Linked DNA regions of Mus musculus: all the other regions are linked to region 2. A link is a contact called in public Hi-C and promoter capture Hi-C data. All regions are on one chromosome and are shown on one strand. Each heading gives the region's core, a stretch centred on a gene start, on an enhancer-like site or on the middle of the called end of the contact. The rest is flanking DNA. Distances are from core to core; before and after follow the strand shown.

Evidence for each region. Promoter capture Hi-C pulls out the DNA fragments that hold promoters and counts their contacts. Hi-C and Micro-C count contacts between places; a contact is called where the count stands out from the background.
Region 1: a promoter capture Hi-C map of liver shows a contact between it and region 2, with 4 times the contacts expected there. The contact joins the promoter of Parp2 here to the promoter of Mettl17 in region 2. A contact is called at or near these places in 3 of 39 promoter capture datasets (hippocampal neurons, liver and pre-B cells), 1 of 484 Hi-C or Micro-C datasets (CD8 T cells), 3 of 115 datasets of contacts at active chromatin or transcription factors (astrocytes, forebrain and large pre-B cells) and 2 of 9 other capture datasets (adipose tissue and liver).
Region 3: a contact with region 2 is called in a promoter capture Hi-C map of liver, with 2.7 times the contacts expected there. The contact joins the promoter of Tep1 here to the promoter of Mettl17 in region 2. A contact is called at or near these places in 5 of 39 promoter capture datasets (cranial neural crest, hippocampal neurons, liver and 1 more) and 1 of 484 Hi-C or Micro-C datasets (B cells).
Region 4: a contact with region 2 is called in a Hi-C map of B cells, with 7 read pairs. The contact joins the promoter of Ttc5 here to the promoter of Mettl17 in region 2. A contact is called at or near these places in 3 of 39 promoter capture datasets (cranial neural crest, frontonasal cranial neural crest and hippocampal neurons), 1 of 484 Hi-C or Micro-C datasets (B cells), 2 of 115 datasets of contacts at active chromatin or transcription factors (astrocytes and large pre-B cells) and 1 of 9 other capture datasets (adipose tissue).

The regions. Positions count from the first base shown.
Region 1 is chr14:50,805,381-50,810,385 of GRCm38.p6, forward strand. Parp2 (poly (ADP-ribose) polymerase family, member 2) reads left to right here and starts at 2,536. Exons shown (of 16, transcript NM_009632.3): 1 at 2,536-2,607; 2 at 4,694-4,834. The coding sequence starts at 2,568. It also overlaps Rpph1.
Region 2 is chr14:51,883,212-51,888,195 of GRCm38.p6, forward strand. It overlaps Mettl17 (methyltransferase like 17), which reads left to right and starts at 1,631. Exons shown (of 14, transcript NM_001029990.1): 1 at 1,631-1,812; 2 at 1,940-2,093; 3 at 2,177-2,311; 4 at 3,687-3,768; 5 at 4,012-4,093; 6 at 4,762-4,835. The coding sequence starts at 1,735.
Region 3 is chr14:50,868,607-50,873,582 of GRCm38.p6, forward strand. It overlaps Tep1 (telomerase associated protein 1), which reads right to left and starts at 1,948. Exons shown (of 55, transcript NM_009351.2): 1 at 1,807-1,948. It overlaps Gm26782 (a long non-coding RNA gene), which reads left to right and starts at 1,690. Exons shown (of 3, transcript XR_874615.2): 1 at 1,690-1,950.
Region 4 is chr14:50,783,503-50,788,867 of GRCm38.p6, forward strand. Ttc5 (tetratricopeptide repeat domain 5) reads right to left here and starts at 2,018. Exons shown (of 10, transcript NM_001080949.2): 1 at 1,936-2,018. The coding sequence starts at 1,986.

The DNA.
Region 1 (5,005 bases), core at 1,286-3,785, 1.1 Mb before region 2:
AAGAGGAAAGAAAGAAAAGGAAGATGGTAGGGCGTGGTGGCGCACGCCTTTAATCCCAGCACTTGGGAGGCAGAGGCAGAGGCAGGCGGATTTCTGACTTCAAGGCCAGACTGGTCTTCAAAGTGAGTTCCCGGACAGCCAAGGCTACACAGAGAAACTAAAGAGGACGAAGAAATTCTGAATATCACAGATATACCGATGGAGCTGGGGGGAAAAGTCATCCTAAGTGAGGTAACCCTGACCCAAAAAGGCAAATACATATGTGAATGTTAGCTTCTAATCCTTCCATAGGCATGCTGCAATCCATTATAACCACAACGGTTAGGTATAGAGTCAGGGATGAGGAAGGGGAGGGAGGACAGGATCTCCCAAGGGAAGGGAAATAGAATATATAGCTATGGAGAAACAAGGGGAGAATGGAGCTGGAGGATTAAATGGGGAGGGGGATGGAGAAGAAAGGTAATGGGAATAGAGACTCAGAAAGTGACAAATAAGCATGCGTCATCCATAAGGGAGCCTGCTACTGTAGAAGCTTCTTAAAACATGTACATGTATGAAAAGAAAGCCTCAGCTAGACACCAGTCACCACCAAGAGAAACCACCAGGGATGGGTGACATCTAAGTGAGTTGTTTGCCAAAAGGGATCCATGGAAACCCCCAAAGAACCCAGTATCCTTTGCTCTCTGCAAACTGATGGCAAGGCCCTGTTGTTAAACATTGATACTGTCATACCTCATTGAATATGGACCAGTTGAGCTAGTGCCTGTCTAGAGCCTTCATCCCTACTGACTAATTTTCATAGTACTGGAAGGTACCCTGTACACCTACTGATATGGGATGTGTGTGTGTGGTATGTGAGTGTGTGCGTGTGCCCGTGCCCCCCACACCGTTAGAGTGAGCATATATGTATGTCTCTTGTGCTTTTTCTTTCTTTCTTTTTATTCTTTCGGTTTTTTTCAAGAGAGTTTTTCTATATAGCCTGGGCTGTCCTGGAATTTACCCTCTAGACCAGGTTAGCCTTGAACTCAGAGATCTGCTTCCCTGTGCCTCCCAAGTATTGGGATTAAAAGTGTGTGCCACCACACCCAGGTTTTGTTTTGTTTTTTTTTTTTTTTGTTTTTTTTTTTTTTGTACAGGGTTTCTCTGTATAGCCCTGGCTGACCTGGAACTCACTTTGTAGACCAGGCTGGTCTCGAACTCAGAAATCCACCTGTCTCTGCCTCCCAAGTGCTGGGATTAAAGGTGTGCGCCACCACTGCCTGGCTCACCCAGCTTTTTTTTTTTTTTTTTTTTTTAATGAGTTTGTATGTGTTTGTGTACGTATCACTTGTGCTTTTTATTTATTTATTTATTTATTTTTTAATTTAATTGCCTGTTTTCTAAAGAAAGCTCAAGAGGACATGGAGTTAGTTGGATGGAGACCTGGAGGAGATGAGGGACGGGAAATGGTAATCAAAGTTTTATTTTTCAGTTTTGGTCATTAATCGATCTGAGGCATCCACACACTAGTCAAGTCACAGCTTCGCGCCTTTGTAAGGAAAGCTGGGCTTGGTATGAGCCCTATTCCACTCCTATCTCAATTGCTTCTCCTTTCTCAGTGTTCTTCGCTGTAGCTCAACTCTGCTCATTTACTTCATGAGGAATTCCCAGCCTGTTTCTCTATTATGATACTATGTGCTTTTCCTAAGTACTTATTACAGTTACAGGTTCATTTTTTTGGTTTTGTAATAAGTCTACATATATATTCTCCCAATAACAAGTTACATGAAGGTATGAACTACGTTTATTTTTGCTAGACAAATAGCTAAAGTATAGCCCCAAAAATCCAACAGTGGGAGGGGGTTCATATCATGTTTCACTAAATGTTGTCAAACTCCCTTCTATATTTTTATGGTTTAATCCATATTTGAACAACTCTCAAGCTTGGTCTTTTTATAGTAGAGGGTTGTGGTCAATACAGTCACAACTGTTCAAAATGAATGAATGACTGACTGAATGCTGAGACACAGAGTAAATATATAAAACCCTTTCGAGTCAATACTCCAAAAGGATCTCGATCAAAAAAGAGGGCGGGGGAGAGTAGTCTGAATTGGGTTATGAGGCCCGGGAGGTGCCTCACCTCAGCCATTGAACTCGCACTGCTGGCCGTGAGTCTGTTCCAAGCTCCGGCGAGGGAGGCATCCGCTCCGGCGAGGGAGGCATCCGCCCCGACTCGGGGCTTCTCCTGCCCAGTCTGCCCAAGCGTAGAGCCCTGCTCTCTGGGAACTCACCTCCCCGCTCGGGGAGAGCCCGGTTAGGGCCGCGGGAGGCCCAAGTCTCAGACCTTCCCAGGGGCCGAAGAGTGACACGCACTCAGCACGTGGCCCCGCTGATGAGCTTCCTCCGCCCACTTTCAGGATGTAGACCGGCCGCCACTATAAGGCTCGAAAGAGGAATAAATTTTTCGTTTAGGGTGATTTCCCACAAAGCACAGCGCGTAATTTGCATGCGCTCTACCCCAGGCTCCTGTGCTAGACAAGAAGCCCGCGCATCCGGGCAAGGGATGATGACGTCGTCCTTCAAGAGCGATGGCGCCGCGGCGGCAGAGATCAGGCTCTGGAAGGCGAGGTGGGAACTCAGTCCGCAGGCTGAATGCTCGGCCCAGTGTCACAGGGAGCCTCTCGCTTTTTCATATTACACTTCAGTCCAAAGAGGCGGGTCACGGATAAGCGCTTACAGTAAAGTGATTAGCTGTAGTCAACCTTTTAAGATACATCCGATTTCAGAAAGTAAAATTCGAATCTTAGAATTGGTGTCTGTAGACCGTATACTGTGTCTGTGGTCTCGGTTTTATATTTCGGGCAACTAAAGTTCAATGAATTTACAGGTTCTAAAGCTCCAAATAGCAACGCTGGCAGCAAGTTGGTCAGTCCAGACCGTTGAACACTTTACTGATGACCATGATGAAGTGGTCTAGTTTGAAGGAAGGTATTAGAGACCAAAGGCTATGAGACCCATGTAATGAACTGTAAAGATCTATGTAAACTTATTTTATCCTATTATTAATATCCCATCAGGATAGCAATTTAGGCAGTATTGCTCAGTGAGTGGTGTGCAAGTTATTAAGAGCATGTTGAATTATTTCTTTAGAAATTATTTAATCTTTATGTATTTTATCTGCATATATATATATATATGCACCATGTATGTGCCTGGAAGTGTTGGACCCCCCGTACTAGAGTTACTGACAGTTGTGGTCTGCCATATGAGAGATGGAACTTAAACCCAGAGCCTCGGGAAGAATCAGGCAGCTCCTTCATCACTGACCCACCTCTCCAGCTACTTTAAGTTCTTTCTTTAAAGGATATTATGAGAGCCTGGTGGGCATGTTGGCTCACACCTTTAATGCTCGCACTTGGGAGGCAGAGGCAGGAGGATCTCTGTGAGGTCCAGGACAGCCAGGGCTATATAGAGACCCTGTCATTTAAAAAGGGGGGTGGGGGGAGGAGGGTTGTCAAGAAGCTGGAGAGTTAGCTCAATGTTAAAAACCACTTGTTAGCCAGGCGTGGTGGCACACGCCTTTAATCCCAGCACTCGGGAGGCAGAGGCAGGCGGACTTCTGAGTTTGAGGCCAGCCTGGTCTACAAAGTGAGCTCCAGGACAGCCAGGGCTATACAGAGAAACCCTGTCTCGAAAAACCAAAAAAAAAAAAAAAAGAAAACAAAACCAAAAAAAAAAAAAAACACTTGTTGCCCTTATAGAGGGTCTGAGTTTGATTCCAAAATCCCACATGGCAAGTCATAACCACCCTCCCAGACCTCCAGGTACACCAGACATCCAGACATGCACGTGGCACACATACATATACAGACAGAACACCCATACACGTAAAAGGAAACAATAACCTTTGGGGGTTTGTTTCTTTGTTTGTTTTGGGTTTTATGTTTGTTAACAGTCAAGGGCAGAGACAACTCTACTGTCTCTGACAGCAACCTTAGTTTTTCAGAGACCTCCACTCAGGCAAACCTAGTATTCTTGCCTTTAAAGTAGAAATGACTTTCAAGAGTATGCAAAATGAACCAAAGTTGGAAGTTTATTACAGGAGATGCCAATATATGTTTTAAGCACAAGGGTTAAAAGAAACGGAATGACTGGGAAGAGAGACGCCACAGAACATGAGTGTGGGCTTCTCAAAGAAGAATCACCCTTCACTGTCTTTAGAATAGACATGTATGTAAGATTTGTGATTTTTGGCTCTTCAAGGAGTTGTTAAAGAATTTAAATGAGATCACAGTTCCTGAGGAGATCTGACAGAATTCCAGAGTCCAAGTCTGGATGATAAGGGATGCAGGGAGTTAGGTTATCAGCATTGTCAACAATGCTCGTGGTCTGTTTAAGACTCCCATAAAATGGGAAAGAAATGAACCAGGCCCATTGTCATATTCATTTAGGCCGACAGCCCAATTCAGTGTCATTTTAACATGAAAATATCTGAAGATCTGCATCAGCAGCCTTCATAGAATGTTAATTGGGCTGAATTTCTTGCTTCTCAACTTCAGAGAGGCTTCATCCTGACTCGGGGATAGGAGGGGCTGCTTTTCCTTTTCATAGCCATCTAATTTTCCTGTGTTTTTATTTTGCTTCAGTGTTGTTTCAGTAAAGTTAGATCATCTTCATAGTGCAGTAATTCTTGGTATATTGTTCTTGCCATAAGTGCTAAATGAAGCCAAGAAAGTTGATAATGGCAACAAAGCAACAGAAGACGACTCTCCTCCTGGCAAGAAGATGCGCACGTGCCAGAGAAAAGGGCCTATGGCTGGAGGGAAGGACGCAGACAGGACAAAAGACAATCGAGGTAATGGGCCAGGGAGGACATGGGACAACTCTTGGGTTTCCAGAAGAATGGGGATAACATTTGTTCCTTCCCTCTTCAGGATCTAATTAATTTCTCTATCACCTGGGCATTCTGCAGTACCAGTCTACTTTGTTGAATATTTTCATAGATTTGAGATGGATTAGAACCCAG
Region 2 (4,984 bases), core at 381-2,880:
TTGGTGGCACAGGCCTTCAAACTAACCACTTGAGTGACAGAGGTTGGTGGATCTACATATTGAGTTCCAGGCCAGCCAACCAGGGCTCTATGTGTGTGTGTGTGTGTGTGTGTGTGTGTGTGTGTGTGTGTGTGTGTGTGTGTGTGTGTGTGTGTGTGTGTGTGTCTGTGTCTGTGCGCGCGCGCGCGGGAGTGGGAGGGGAGGGGGAGGAAGGGGGGAGGGCGAAGCAAACTTTCAAAAGACTGCAGTAGGTAACACCTTTTCCACAGCTGTCGTACATACACACTCCCTCGAGTCTCCAGAGAGTCATTGGATAAAATCAAACCTCTACTACCCACATAAGACAAACCAAGCATCTAAGAATCCAGCTCACACAGATACCCATATATGGTCCTGTAACTTTTCTAATTGGACTGAAGACTATAGAGTACTCTTCGTCCTGTCAGCTAACTTCTGCCCCCAAGAGGCTAAAGAGGAAACCACAGCTGGGTAAAGTACTGCTGCCGGGACCCAAGAATTTACAGGTCCATGAGTCTTTTTTTTTTTTTTTTTTAAAGATGTATGAGTGCTCTGCTGCATATACATCCACAGGCCAGAAGAGGGCATCAAATCCCCTTACAGATGGTTGTGAGCCACCATGTGATTGCTAGGATTTAAACTCAGAACCTCTAGAAGAGCAATCAGTGCTCTTAACCGCTGAGCCATCTCTCCAGCCCCAGGTTTTGGGGGGTTTTGTTGTTGTTGTTGTTGTTTCCCCACACACACACTGATTAACCCTTCGAACATTTAGCTTAAAATTCTCCATTTGCATTTCAAGGACCAACAATACCCAGTACGGTGCATTGTTTAAAAATGTAACTCTGACTTTCGACTCCCTAGCACTTAATTCAGCTATCACCTATTAAGTTCATGAACTTGGGTAAATTAACCACGTGAAAAATTAAGTTAGCAACAGATGTTTGTGGAAATAAGATGGCGGGAATTCGGTGTGCTACGTGGGAAGCTCTTGATAGAAAACCTGGAGCAAACTCGCAGACAACAAATGTGAAAAAAAAGTAAGCTAATTTTTATATTTATTAATTTGCAAACTGTAATAGTTATTAGCGCTCATCGTTGACTGCCTAAATCTGATTTTTGTTATGGTCTTGTCCCGTCTCACAAAGGGAAACTAGCCACGGTTCAGAATTCTACAGCACCAAATGAAAACAAAGAAAGTCCACACTTTCCTTTTCACCTGCCTACCCCACTCTCAGCCCCACTCCTGCCCCCACCCCCGCCCAGCCCTGCCCCCGCCTCTGTCCTCCCAAGTCCCACTCCCTACCACCCCCCCACGTCCCCTTCTATCTCCCCACCCCAGTGAGACTGCTTCCCCCTCCACGCCGCCCCCATCTCCCTACTCCCCCAACCCCTCTCCCTCCTACCCCACTAGCCCCCCCTAACCCGTGAGACTGATCCCTCCCCATCACAAAACACGCCCAAGCCGGGTTGGTCTCGCCCGCAGCCACGCTCAGCATTGAGACCACGCCCCTTCTGAAGGCTAAGCCCCTCCCACGAACGGCCTTCTTCGCAGAGACGTACATAAGGTACATAAGGTCGCTTATTGGCTGTTAGCAAATACTCCCTCTTCTCATTAGTTGATACCGTCCGGGTCGAAGTTCCACGGAAGATGCTCTTAGCTGCTTGGGCTGAGGGTTACAGGCATGTGTACTTCCGTTTCCGGTGTGTCCTGAAGCCATGGCCACCGCCAGGACACCGAGATTTCTGCTGCTGTTCTGCAGATCCTGCCGCAGCCTTCGAGGACCCCAGTCCCGAGTAAGTGCATCTTCCTCTGCTGGCGGAGAACTGGGTTTCCAGAGACATCTCTCGGAGGAGGAGCGACCTCGGCGATGCCTCGGGCAGCAAGCACCTGCAACCATTCTGTTTCTTTCGCTGTCTGCAGGCATACGCCGCCCTTGTGCCCGGTGTGTCCCAGGTAGACAACGGGTCGGATTTCCTGGGGAAGAAGCCCCATCGAAAGCATCCCGGCATCCTGCATCTTCCGCACGTCCAGCTGCCGCAAGCACTGGCTGACGCCGCACAGTTAATGCTTTTTGGTGAGAAACTGCGGGAAGGGGAAGCCAGATAAAACCAAACGAGGCCAGCACGCAGCGATGACCCTTTCCATCTGTGACCACAGAGAGACCCATGCGCAGTGTAGAGAAGCAGGTGCAAGCACTCACCAACTATCTCTGGAGCCGACATTTACCTGTAGAGCCGGAGGAGTTGCAAAGACGGGCTGCGTATCTTGAGAAAAAATTCCTGGAAAAACAAGGTAGGGCTTAAAACTAAAAGGCAAACCAGATTAAAATGTCAACGAGAAATTAGGATCAAAGAATAATTTAAATCTCTCAGATAAATACTGCTGTTTCTCATTTGATGCTGTAGTAACAGCCCTACTAGATGATGCCCTGCTAAGAAGGTAGGTTGGGCCAGAGGTTGCCCTTGGAGATTGGGTAAAGGTCAGAAGTTTTGGTCTTTCGGGTTTTTTTATAAAAAATTTCCCCTCCACCGCTGCAAGTCAAAGAGATTATGACTATATTTTGATTCAGGTAAGTAAAGGCCATATGGCAGGCAGTTCAGTAAACACGAAACCCCACCTCGGATAGAAAATTATTACATTTCAGATTATTTTTAAGACTATGGACTTCATATTGTAAATTTGCCTTTTATTCTTGTATTCCCTGCACGTCCCACAGTACCTGGTTCAGGGTAGTGTCTTAGTGTTCTATTGTTGAAGAGATACCATAATCACGGCAACTCTTAGAAAAGAGAGCTTTTAACTGGGGCTGGCTTACAGTTTCAGAGGTTTAGTCGGTTGTCAGCATGACAGCATGCAGGCAGGCATGGTGCTGAAGAAATAGCTGAGAGTTCTGCATCTGCATCGGGAACTGCAGGAACAGAGCGAGACTCTGGGCTTCTCATGGCCTTTTGAAACCTCAAAGCCCACCTCCTAATCCTTTCACGTAGTGCTACTCCCTGGTGACCAAGCATTCCAGCGGATGAGCCATTGGGGAGCAAATGGGGCCATTGTCATTCAAGCCACTACTGTAGGTGTTTGTAGAAATTTGCCCAGTGGTACAGAGCTCCACACAGTCCGGAGACTTGGATTTTCAAGCCCCTTTCTATGGTAATATTGAAGATGTCTCACTCCTAAGTGTCAGAGAGTGAAAAAGTCTATAAAAGTGCCCTTATCCTGGCTTTTATTTTTATCACATGGACAGGAGAGATGGTACAGAGTAAAAAAGCACTCACCACCAAACCTGATGACCTTCTACCAAATGGGTGAAGGTGAGAACTGACTCGGACCTATATGCACACAAGAAGTAAATATTTAAAAAAAAAAAATCATTTTTATCAGGCTTCTGCTCACTATGACGCAAAACTTGGATGGGTTAAGTTGACTAAACTACTATTCTAATAGTCTAGATACTATTAGGTAGATAATATACAGACAAGATAGTGTTGGAAAGTCTTTGATACTCTGGTGATGGTGGCGGTCATCAGTCTTATCCCTCTTCCCTGAAGTTTTGACCTTTCTCGGACTTTGAGCATTTTCTCAGACAGGAATGGGGAAGGCTGGGAGGCGTGTACTTCACGGGATCTAAGCCGTTCTCCTAAGTCCTCACCTCCAGTTCTTCTCACCCTAGACTCAGCTCCCACAGAGGAGAAACTTCGTGAGGCAGTACTGCATGCCCTGCGCAAAACTACCTACCATTGGCAGGAACTCAGGTACGGTCTTCCAGAAAGGGTACAAAGAAGGCATGTTACACGTGAGGAGAGCTGAAGAGGTAGTCAGCTTTGCGTTTGAGAAAGCCTCCTGAAGTCTTCTGTACTAGAAAGTGGAAGGACTAACCAGAAGAATCGTTTCAGATTTTTTGTTTCATAAACTTTAGAAGGTAACTGGGGCTAGGTTATTTCCTAAGTGGGGGAGGGGGGAGTCTCTGACTTGTTGTTGTTGTTGTTGTTTGACAGCTACAGTGAAGAGCTGAGTCTGATCTATATGGCAGCCAGATTGGACGGTGGTTTTGCTGCAGTTTTCAGGGCATTCCATGAGGTGAGAGTCTCTCAGCATCCAACCCAGCCCCCTTTGCCATTGGTTTTGTTTTCTGTAAATTAGCCTTCTGTGGTAGGAGTTCTTGGGATGTTATGCACACACTAATGGTTTTATTTATCCTTTGAAAACAATCCTGTGGCCTAAGAAAGGTTAGAATCACTGAGATGTTTCCTATCTGAAAGTATTTTTTTAATTCATTTACTGTATGTGAGTACACTGTTGCTGTCTTCAGACCCACCAGAAGAGGGCATCCGACCCCATTACAGATGGTTGTGAGCCGCCATGTGGTTGCTGGGAATTGAACTCAGGACCTCTGAAAGAGCAGTCAGTGCTCTTAACCACTGAGCCATCTCTCCAGCCCCCTGGAAGTATTTTCTATTGAATCTCACAAGTGCGTTCACCTCTCACCTCTGTCAGCGTCCCCTAATACTCACTAAAGCCCTTACTGCTGGCCCACCTTTTCTGGGGTGTTCTTTTTTTTTTTTAATTTATTTATTTATTTATTATATGGAAGTACATTGTAGCGGAGTCAGATCTCGTTATGGATGGTTGTGAGCCACCATGTGGTTGCTGGGATTTGAACTCTGGACCTTCGGAAGAGCAGTCAGGTGCTCTTACCCACTGAGCCATCTCACCAGCCCTTCTGGGGTGTTCTGTATCTCCTTCAGATCCAGGCTCGAATCCCAGAGTTTCGGCCACAGACGTTGATGGACTTTGGGTCTGGCACTGGTTCTGTCGCCTGGTAAGTAACTTTGTTAACCCTTAGCCATGTCAGTTCTAACACTAGAGCAGTAGTTCTCAACCTGTGGGTCATAACCCCTTTGGTAGGTCAAACTACCCTTCCATGGGGGGAGTCGAATAACAGATATCCTCCATATCAGATATTTCCGT
Region 3 (4,976 bases), core at 698-3,197, 1.0 Mb before region 2:
ATGAGATGCACTAGAAACATATCAACTCCATACTCATCTGTTTGTGCCAGTGATAGGCAACAAACAAATATTTCTACTTCTTAAAATTATGTTATTGTTATTATTATTATCGTGTGTGTGTGTGTGTGTGTGTGTGTGTGTGTGTGTGTGTGTGTGTGTATTGAGAGAGGGAGAGGGGAAGACAGGTGTGTCTATAAGTTTGGCCATGCGTGTCACAGCATGTGTGAGGCTGGAGGACAATCCTTGGGAGTTGGTTCTCTCCCCCTACAGTGGGATGTGGGGATTGAACTCCAGTGGTCGGTATTGCAGTGTTGTACAGCCATCACTTTTAACCATCTTGCTGCCCCCCCCCCTTTTAGATTTATCCAGGCGTAATTCTAAGGGGACAGGGGGGAAAAGGGAAAGCAAAAGCTTAGAGAGAAGCCTGGCATGGCATAGCGGTGACCTGTCTAGAATCACAGCTGAAAAGGAGACCATAAGAACATGGAGGCCAGCCTGGGCTACATAGCAAATTCCAGGTCCACGTGAGCACTGACACTCTCTTTCTCAAAAGAAAATGTGTCTTGCTATTCCTCTCATGTCCCTGTACTACAAGGAAAAAAAAAAAGTAGTGAGGGCTGGGCTGGCATACACCTGCACTCCCAGCACTTGAGGCCGAGGCAGAAGGGTTAGGAGTTCAAAGGTCATCCTTGGCTACATAGCAAGTTAAAAGATCAAAATCACCCTGGAATATAGGAGACTTTGTCCAAAAAAAAAAAAAAAAAAAAGGTGGGAAGCTAGAAAGATAGGTCAGTTGATAAAACATCTAGATGACAGTAAGGCTCAGTAGTCTATGACTGTAATCCCAACACTGAAAGGCAGGCAGATTCTTACATCAAGCTGGCCAGCCAGCCTACCAAAAGTAACTCGAGAAGCAATAGAATAAGACACCTGGTGTGGAGTTCTAGTCTCCACATACCCGTATATATATCCGCATATGCACATACTCTTGCACACACAAACAAACACATACACACATATACACACCCAACGAGTAATAAGGAATTTCAGAATTAATCCAATATGTATGTATGTATGTATGTATGTATGTATGTATGTATGTATTGAAACAAGGTCTCACTAAAAAGGTCTGACTGACCTGGAACTACTATACAGATTCCAACTCACAGAGAGCCACCTGCCTCTGCCTCCCCAGTGCTAGGATTAAGACATACACAGCCACATCTGGCATAATCCAAGAGTGAAAAACAAGTTCTCAATTAAAATTTTAAGTTAACAGAGAAATAAAGACATGTAATTTTTTTCCTCTCTGGAGTTTATAGAGATTCTGATTAACTTCTGAAAGCTTAAAAGTTCTTCCCCAAGTTCCAGAGATAACTGGTATTGATAGTTTTATACTGACATTCTGTGTATACACTAGTTTGTATGTATACCTGCCTCCACTCCTACCCCGGTCCCTTTTCTTTGGCCTTGCACCTGAAGCCATACTTCAGACGCTATTCTTTTCTTAGGAAGTCGTGGAGGCCTACCGCGTTGGCACCTTAGTGTCCATTACTGTTAAACGTGTCAGTCTAGTGAGTTTCTGTTGCCAAAAGTGATCACAACACTCTTCATTTGTTACAGTCACTCCCTCCTAGGATTCTTTAAGGCAAAAGGAACCCATTCTCTCTGAGCATCTATCCCTCCGCCCCACTAAGGCCACCCCACCTCCCTGCCAGCCGCCCGGAAGGACTAAGCGGCTGCACCACGCTCGCCCAGAGGTCCTTCCGGGAGTCCAGCTGACACAGGTCTCGGCCAGGGCTCTACCTGCGCTCAGGATTGGAAAAGCTGTGCGCAATGAGAGGCGCGTTGGTTCTCCGCAACGGGGAGCAGAAACCGGCCTGGGTCAGCCAGTGGACTGGTTGGAAGCAGAGAACTGAAAGAAAACCAACACCCTAGTGAGGCCAAGGGGTGAGGCTGGGCGAGGGAGGGGCGGGGCTGGGGGCAGGGCGGGGCTGAGGGCGGGGCTGCCGCGTGTAGGATATCGCAAATGCCGGGATTATAGGGTTGTGCTAACCACACCCGGTTTGATTTGCACAGTTTAGGGATTTATACTTCCGGCTAGGCCAACTTTACCAACCGAGTTGTATTTCCACCCAATACAATCATGCTCTGATGCTATTATGTATCCTGAAAATACCCCAGAGGCTTATGTGCTAAAATCATGCCAGCCTTGGGCAGCTGTTGGGAGGTGGTGAAACGTTTAGAAAGAAAGATCGCTGAGAGTGTGCCCTTGGCTGACCTTTGAAAGTCAGGCCCCTTCTCTCCCTTTTGCTTCCTTTCATCCACCATGAAAGTAAACAGTTTCGTCTGTCGCCACCCCACTCAATCCCACTCCACCCCATCCGTGAACTGCTTTGCCACAGGCCAAAGCAAGAGGGTCAAGAGATCCTTGACTGAAAACCTCTGAAAATATGATTCAGAATGGTGGCACACACATGTAATCCTAGTACTTAGAAGGCTCTGGCAGGAAGATCAAAGAGTTAACTCTACTCATGCTATTTGAGTTCATTATGTTATCTTTTTGTTACTGCGACAAACTACCTGAGATAATAAACCAAACCCTTTTGATTGTTTCTTTCTTTTTCAGACAGGGTCTCTCTATGTAACCCTGGATGTCCTGGAACTCACTGTTTAGACCAGGCTGGCTTCTGACTCACAGAGATCCGCCTGCCCCTGCCTCCCATCTCCTGGGATTTAAAGGCATACCCCACCACCAACCACCACGCCCAGCAACAAATTTTTTTAAATTTTGATTTTGGGGATTTGGGCTTTTATTTTTAGACAAGGTCTATCTATATAACCCCAGCTGGCCTGCAGCTCACTATGTAGACCAGGCTGCCCTCTAATGGCTCAGAAATGAAGAGAATCTGTTTTTGCAGAAGGCCTAGGTTCAGTACCCAGCACCCACATCATGCCTCACAACCATTGGTAACTCTAATTACCCATGGTGACCTCTTCTAAACTCCAAGAGCACTTGGCATGAAGGTGGTGCACAGACATACATAGAGGCAAAACTCATAAATACAAAGTGGAGTGTGTGGGTGGAGGTCTGTTTTGTATGTAAATTACTACTAGCCAGGTAATATACCCTTATAATTCCAGAGATTTTAAAGGCTGAAGCAGAAGGATCTCAAGTTCAAGCCAGATTCCTTAGGGAGCATTTGCCTCCATAAAATAAGTAAGTGAGTAAATAAATAAATATAAAAATGAAAAACCCCTAAAGATAAATAGTAATTTTAATAGATTTTGTTGTAGTTCCGAGACAGGATTTCTCTGTGTAGCCCTGGCTATCCTGGAACTCAGTCTGTAGACGAGGCTGGCCTTTAACTCAGAGATCTGCCTGCCTCTGCTTCCTGGGTGCTAGGATTAAAATGCATGCCACCATCTCATAGCCCCATGGATTTTTAATGTGCATGAATGACTGGCAGAATCATTCAAAGTTGTAAGCACAAGAATGCCCCTCACTGTAGAAGTGCTCTGCACAGTTACTAAGGGTCTAGCACTCTTAAGTCCCACCTACTAAATATTAAATGCTAAAAATTATCCTAATTGTGAGAAATAAATGTGTGTGTGGGGGGGAGAGAGAGAGAGAGTTCTAAAACCATCCCTAGAACGCAATACCATCCATATTAATAGCCATCAGTCTTAATTGACATCTCTCTATAGGGAAAGGGATGATGAGTCTACGATTCTTACCACAAGACTGAAAATCTAAAACCCAGGGCTATTCAAAGTTGCTAGCATGAGATGTTCTTTTTTGCTTTCTATTGCTGTGGTTTTAAAAAAAAATGAACAAACTGACAAAACAACTTGGGGAAGAAAAGGTTTATTTCTTCTACAGGTCTACCATCACCGTGGGAAGCCAAATTAGAGGACACATTAGAGGAATGCTGCTTACTGGCTGGCTTTCTGCTTCTGCTCATCTTGCCTGTACAGCCTAGGCCTGAATGCCATGGTGGTACTGCCATAGTGTCCTTGGCCCTCCTCACCAATTAATAGTAACAGTTATTAGTAGTATTATAATGAACGCCCCATAAACATGCCCATAAGCCAATTTGATGGAGGCAATTTCTTATTTGAGGTTTCCTTTCTTCCACATGTGTCAGGTTGACAAGCAAGAATACTCATCACGCCAGGCGTGGTGGCGCATGCCTTTAATCCCAGCACTCGGGAGGCAGAGTTAACTAAATAATTAGTTAATGCCAAGTAATTTTAGTAACTTTTTTGTACAAGCTTGAAGCAAAGGCATCTTCCGTGTCACAGCCATTGAAACTGGGTTGTGTCAACTGTGCCCTCCATCCCTAAGATCCGATTTCTCAGTTCAGGCGAGCAGCTAGGTATTAGGAAGCTTTCACCCTCATGGGTTGGTTTTTGTTGTTGTTTTGTTTGTTTGTTTGTTTTATTTGGTTGGTTGGCCAGTTGGTTTGGCTCTTTGAGTTAAGGTCTTACTTACTACAAAGTCCCAGATGACCTAGAACTCAATATGTAGACTAGGCTGGCCTTGAATTTGAAGTGATCCTCCTGCCTCTATATTCCTGGTGCTTGCTGTGGGGTTAAGGCATGCTTTACCACACCAGCTTCCATTTTTAGTTTTCCCCCATTGAGTCATAGTGTAGAAACCTAATCCAAAACTACAGCTTCCTGTAATTCTTATATAACAGGTTTAATAAGGCACACACTTTCCAGACCGAATTATAAGCATATACATTACAAATTTGACAGACATACTTCTATGCCCAAAGTCCAAGCAGTTAGGCAGAAGCAAGAGAATCGCTGTGTTTTTGAGACCAAGCTCCAAAACAGCTGGGGTTACATAATGAGATCTTATTTCAAAAAATAAAAAGCTGCTGGGTGTGGTGGCGCACGCCTTTAGTCCCAGCACTTGGGAGGCAGAGGCAGGCGGGTTTCTGAGTTCGAGGCCAGCCTGGTCTACA
Region 4 (5,365 bases), core at 768-3,267, 1.1 Mb before region 2:
TGCCCAAAGATGGTACTGCCCACAGCGGGCTGAACCCTCACACATCATCAATCATTAATAATAATAATTTTTTAAAAATGCTCACAGACCAAATGAGACATTTTCTCAATTGAGGTTCAGTCTTCTCAGATGATCCAATTTGTGTCAAGTTGAAAAAAAAAAAAAAAACAACTAACTAATCAGCACACTTCCTAGAGCAGCAGTTCTCCGCCCTGGGGGTGGAGACCTCTTGGAGATTGACCCCTCTCACAGGGGTCACATATCAGAGATTCTGCACATCAGATATTTACATTACTATTCAGAACAGGAGCAAAACTACAGTTATGAAGTAGCAACAAAAATAATGTTATAGTCCTGATCACCACAACATGAGGAATTATATTAAGGGGTCACAGCATTAGGAAGGTTGAGGACCGCTGACCTAAACCTAATTAGTGCCTTCCTCTCCTCCTCTCTAGTTAATCACACTTTTTTTTTTCCAAAATGCCTATCATTTTAAATGATATGGCCTATTCATTCATTACTTTCTGAAATGGCTGATGTAAGTTCCATAATGGAAAGAATTTCTTGTTGATTAGGGCTATACTTAATCACTAGAACAAGGGCTGGGTCATGATCAACTCACATTAAATACAGTGGTTAAATTAACTAATGTAGTGCCTATGTTATTAACAAATTCGTATGCATAAGTAAAGTCCTACCCTGATAAAAACAATAAGCTGACACCTTCTTTATAAGTATTTCTTAACTTTATGTATATTATTCCCAGGAAAAACAGGTCCTGAAGAGACTGGTTTCAGCACATATATAAAGTCAGCATGCTCTACTCTGTTCTATAATAATAATAAAATGGTCAACATGATCTGTGGAACACAATTTGTGGAATTTTTAAGAGAGTTCTAAGCAACAGTCACAGCCAGTTTCTTTTTGTCATGCAATGAGCATGGCTGTAAAGTTAAAGGAAAGTGTTATTGTTGTGTTTTAGTCGTTTTGATTTTGCTGAACAAACTTCTGTGGTGGCAACAGCAACACAAATGAGTTGTTAATGAATAGGAAAGTGTGAAAACAGGAAGTGATTCACGGCCACTCCAAATAGCCTCAAGGACAACACCATTCTGCATAACGTTTTGTATTTCTTTCCTATGCATACAAATGTACAAAGTGCATCCAAAGTCTCGCTGCCGATAGGATTAAAAATCTGACTTCTGCCAATCCCACTAAGGAATAGTTAACCAAAGTCCATGTTCTGAGTGTTCTTTTAACTCCCACAAGAAACAAAGAAACCTAATCAATGCTTTAAATTTTGTTAGATTTGGTGGCTCAGGCCTTTCATCTCACCACCTGCGAGGCAGAGACAAGTAGATCTTTAGGAGTTCGAGGCCAGCGTGGCCTGTAAAGCCAGTTCCAGGCGACCCTGATTCAAAACAACAAACAAAATTGCTAGAAGTGTATCTAGTTTAAATGCAAGGATGTCTTCGACCACAAACTAAGTTTCGGAGGCTTAAAGAAAATCTTAACTATTAAAAACAAAAATAAAAACGCATACTTGAAGGAAACTCCTCTCTGCCTTTCCACAATAGTCACCTGGGGAGTGGGTGGGGTTAAGAGATTAACTCGACAAATCCGAAAACCAACAACCAGGGCATCTGTTCTGCAGTCTATTTCTGAGTGTGGCCAAGTTCAATGCAGAAAGATGCTAAAGAAATGGCTGCTGCTGTGGAGCACAAACAACTCGGTTAACAGTCGGCAGCCACCTGCCACTCCGCGTACAAAGCTACTTGTTACCGAGGAAACCCGGTGGGCAGACTCCCTCCGGGCGCCCACCGAGCAGCCCTCAGCACCGGCTGAACCGCCGCACTCCGCCGCCCGGGCCCTGACCACTGCACTTCCTCCTTTCAGAGCAAGGAGCCAAAAGATTTTAACTCACAGCCTCACCTGCAATTTCTGCAAGACGTGCTTCGCTTCTTCCTCTTCATCAGCCATCATCCCAGCCGCTCTCAGCGTCTCCTCCCCCAACTTTTCAACCACAGAGACTCAGCCATGCCTACGCTGAAACCACAGCGACCCCTGGGGCTCCGGAGGCCCATCTGCGCCTCAGAGACACAGCTACAACCCAACTTAATCCAGAACTTGGTGTCTCAAAGATGCCCTAGAACTGCTTTGGGGTTTTGTTTTGCTTCTTTTTATTGCGACAGAATCTCACCCACCAAGTAGATCAGATTGGCCACGTAGATCAACGTGGCTATGTTGTCCAGGCTGGACTTTTGCCACAAACCCTCAAACTGGGATAACAAACACCTGCTGAGTTTGTGATCACTTTCGGTTTCATAAATAAATTTCCTAGTTTTATAATTCCCTTCCCAAATTCTGGAATCAAAATGTTCTTAAATTAATTCCATTCATTTTTTTGTTTTGTTTTGTATATTCTTGTCCTTTTTTACATCACTCTTAGAAAGCAAGGCCGACTATGAAAGTATGCATGTCAGGTGGTATTTGGAAGAGAACTCCCTGCAAGGGAACTTGTCTGAATATATACCAACTGAAGATATCTGCACGTGTAATTTTTAGCTTTTTAATGTATGATCCTAATAAGTCTACTATGTTTGAGGCTGGCATGCCACCATACTGTACATTAATAATGTTCTCATGTTTATTATTTCTGTAATAAACCATCTCTGAAGAGAGAAACAGGGATTGAGAACTGCAGGTGACTTGAGAAGTCTTCTCAGTGTATTTTCCATTTTTTACCTTGAACATGAATTGCCTATTCAAAAATGAAAAATTTAAACCTTCTGTTTGTTTGAGACAGAGTCTGATATATCCCAAGCTGGCCTGGAACTTGCTATGTAGCCAAAAATAACCTTGAATCCCTGATCTTCCTGCAACCACTTCCAAGTGCTTGGATTATAGACATTCGTTACCCCTGGTTTTTAAGTTTTGAGACACGGTCTCACTATGTAACCTCAATTGTCTGAAAGTCTGTATGTAGATCAGGCTGACCTCGAACTCAAGGAGTTCCTCCTGTCTCTGCCTTCTAAGTCCTGAGATTACAGACAGGCATCACCACATCCAACCACAATCTTAAAACTTTTAAAATTCCTTTGCTAAAAAAATTATCTCTGCAAAAAGACATTAAACACCTCCAAATGCTTCCAAAAAGACTGTGCAGCAGAGACAAAGAAAAAAAGTGATCATTTCCTGAAGTGGAAATTTCTGGAGACTCAGGTCATAATGCTTTGCTGGGGCAGACAGGTGAAAGGATGTTTGGCTGAAGCAGACACAGGTGAGAGGATGTTTAGCTGAAGCAGACACTTGAGAAAGAATATAAATATGATCCCACAGACAGTGAGTGGGACAAGGCTTGTGCTTTGGCTCATCTTGCACCTCGCTAGTCTCAGTTGATAGCGCTCTAGGCCTTGCACCACCTTGCTGATCTCTGCTTCTCACTGATCTTAACAGAGAGTAACTCACCCAAGAACTTCTCATGATATTCCGACGGCTTCTTGCCATTTCCACAGACTCCACACCGACCCAGCAGAGCCTCTCAGTTTATTCTGAATCCAGCTACAGCTGCTGAACTCGTATGTGGTGTCTGCTGAGTGGATGGAACTGCATCTGCTGATTGGTGTGTGGTAGTTTGCTAGTAGAGTGAACTGCTGATAATGCTGACAACAAAGATTGGAATCACCCAAAGAACTCTTTCTAAACTAAACAGGTCCACTTCCCGTGTCCTAATAACCTTTCTTTTGCATGACCTCTGGTGGGTGGGAGGCTAGAAGTGAAGTTAAAGAATTTAAGGACCCTTATTAAAGTACGTTTTGAAAAAAAAATCTAAGCCTACAATTCCCTCTGCTTTTTTTCATGCCTTTAAAAGAGCCCACAATGGGGCAGTCGAGATGGTGCAGTAGTTAAGAGCACTTGCTGCCTTTCCAGAGGATCCAGGTTCAGTTCCTAACACCCACATGGCAGACCACAACTGACTATAATTCCAGTTCTAAGCTATCTGACACACTTACACAGGCATACATGCATGCAGGCAAAAACACTAATGCACATAAGGTAAAAAAAAAAAAAAAGAAATCATAAAAAATGAAAAGCCTGACATGCAAATTAAAATTAACTTTTTTAAGAAACATAATATTCCTGACAGTTTATAATTAAATTTTTTTCAAATTTACCCTACTTATATTTCAAACTGTTCAAGATGCCTATTTCCTTATATTTTTCCAACAAAATTGAAAAATCTCATAGAAAGAATATTTCTTAAACTATAATCTAAAATCTTTTTACTAGCTATAAAATATGTATTTTCACTTATTGGTCTTGGTGTTAGGTGCTTCAGGGAGGTAGGCAATGCCATCAAGGGGCAATCATCTCAACCAAGCTTTCTGCCCTGTGCAGAAAGGCGACTAGGGAAGCAAGACTGGCAAGCCCCACACTGTGCCATGCAAGATGACAAGTCACTGTGTCTCTGTTGGTGCATCTTATCCCTGCTCCCAGAGGCACTGGCATGTCTCTGCTCCTGTCCCCAAGAAGCTCATGATTGCTGGCCAGTATTGATAACTGCTACCCATCAACCAGGGGCTGTACTTGCCACCATGGACAACTTTGCCAAGGCCACCATTGATGCCACCTTTAAGACCCACAGCTACTGTGGGTCTTGCCCCCACCATCCCCAACCTCTGGAAACAGACTGTCACCAAGTGTCCTTATCTGGCAAAATTCACTGACCATCTCCATAGTAAGCTCAGGCCTGAAAAATAATAATAATAATGTCTCCACAAAAACAAAGCTAGAAAGGTTAACTCCGTCTCACACTGGTGTATGTGGAGGGAAAACCCTTGGAATCCAGTTACTGTTCGCCCTCTAGTGGAACACTAATTGAATGTACTAACTAGGCACAATTACCCTATAAGTCAGAAATAGTACTTGATAAAGAAAAACTGTTTAAAAGCATTAATATACCTTCTTATAGTCAGCAGCACTAGTATAGGAATGGCTTGATAAGTTCTGATTAAAGTTGACCTTCACAAATCTTTCACCTAATCTGTAACCATGTTAATGTGCTTTGAGGTCATTTCTAAGTAGGAACCACTCGTACTTTATAGTCAACCTGTTCAGAATTGACTGAACCAAGAGAACACTGTAGAGTCAGTCTTACTACACTCTGGACCTCCAGTGCATCTCCGGGCTCACCTGAATTCACAGCCTTAGCAATGTTCTGTAAGCAAGGCCAGAAAAACAATTTTCTCCCTTATAAGATTTGCATAGAAGACTAAGCAAAAGCTACTTGGTCCTTTTTGGTTTGTATAGGTTCTTGAGACAGGGTTTCTCTGTGCAGCCCTGGCTGTCCTAGAATTCACTC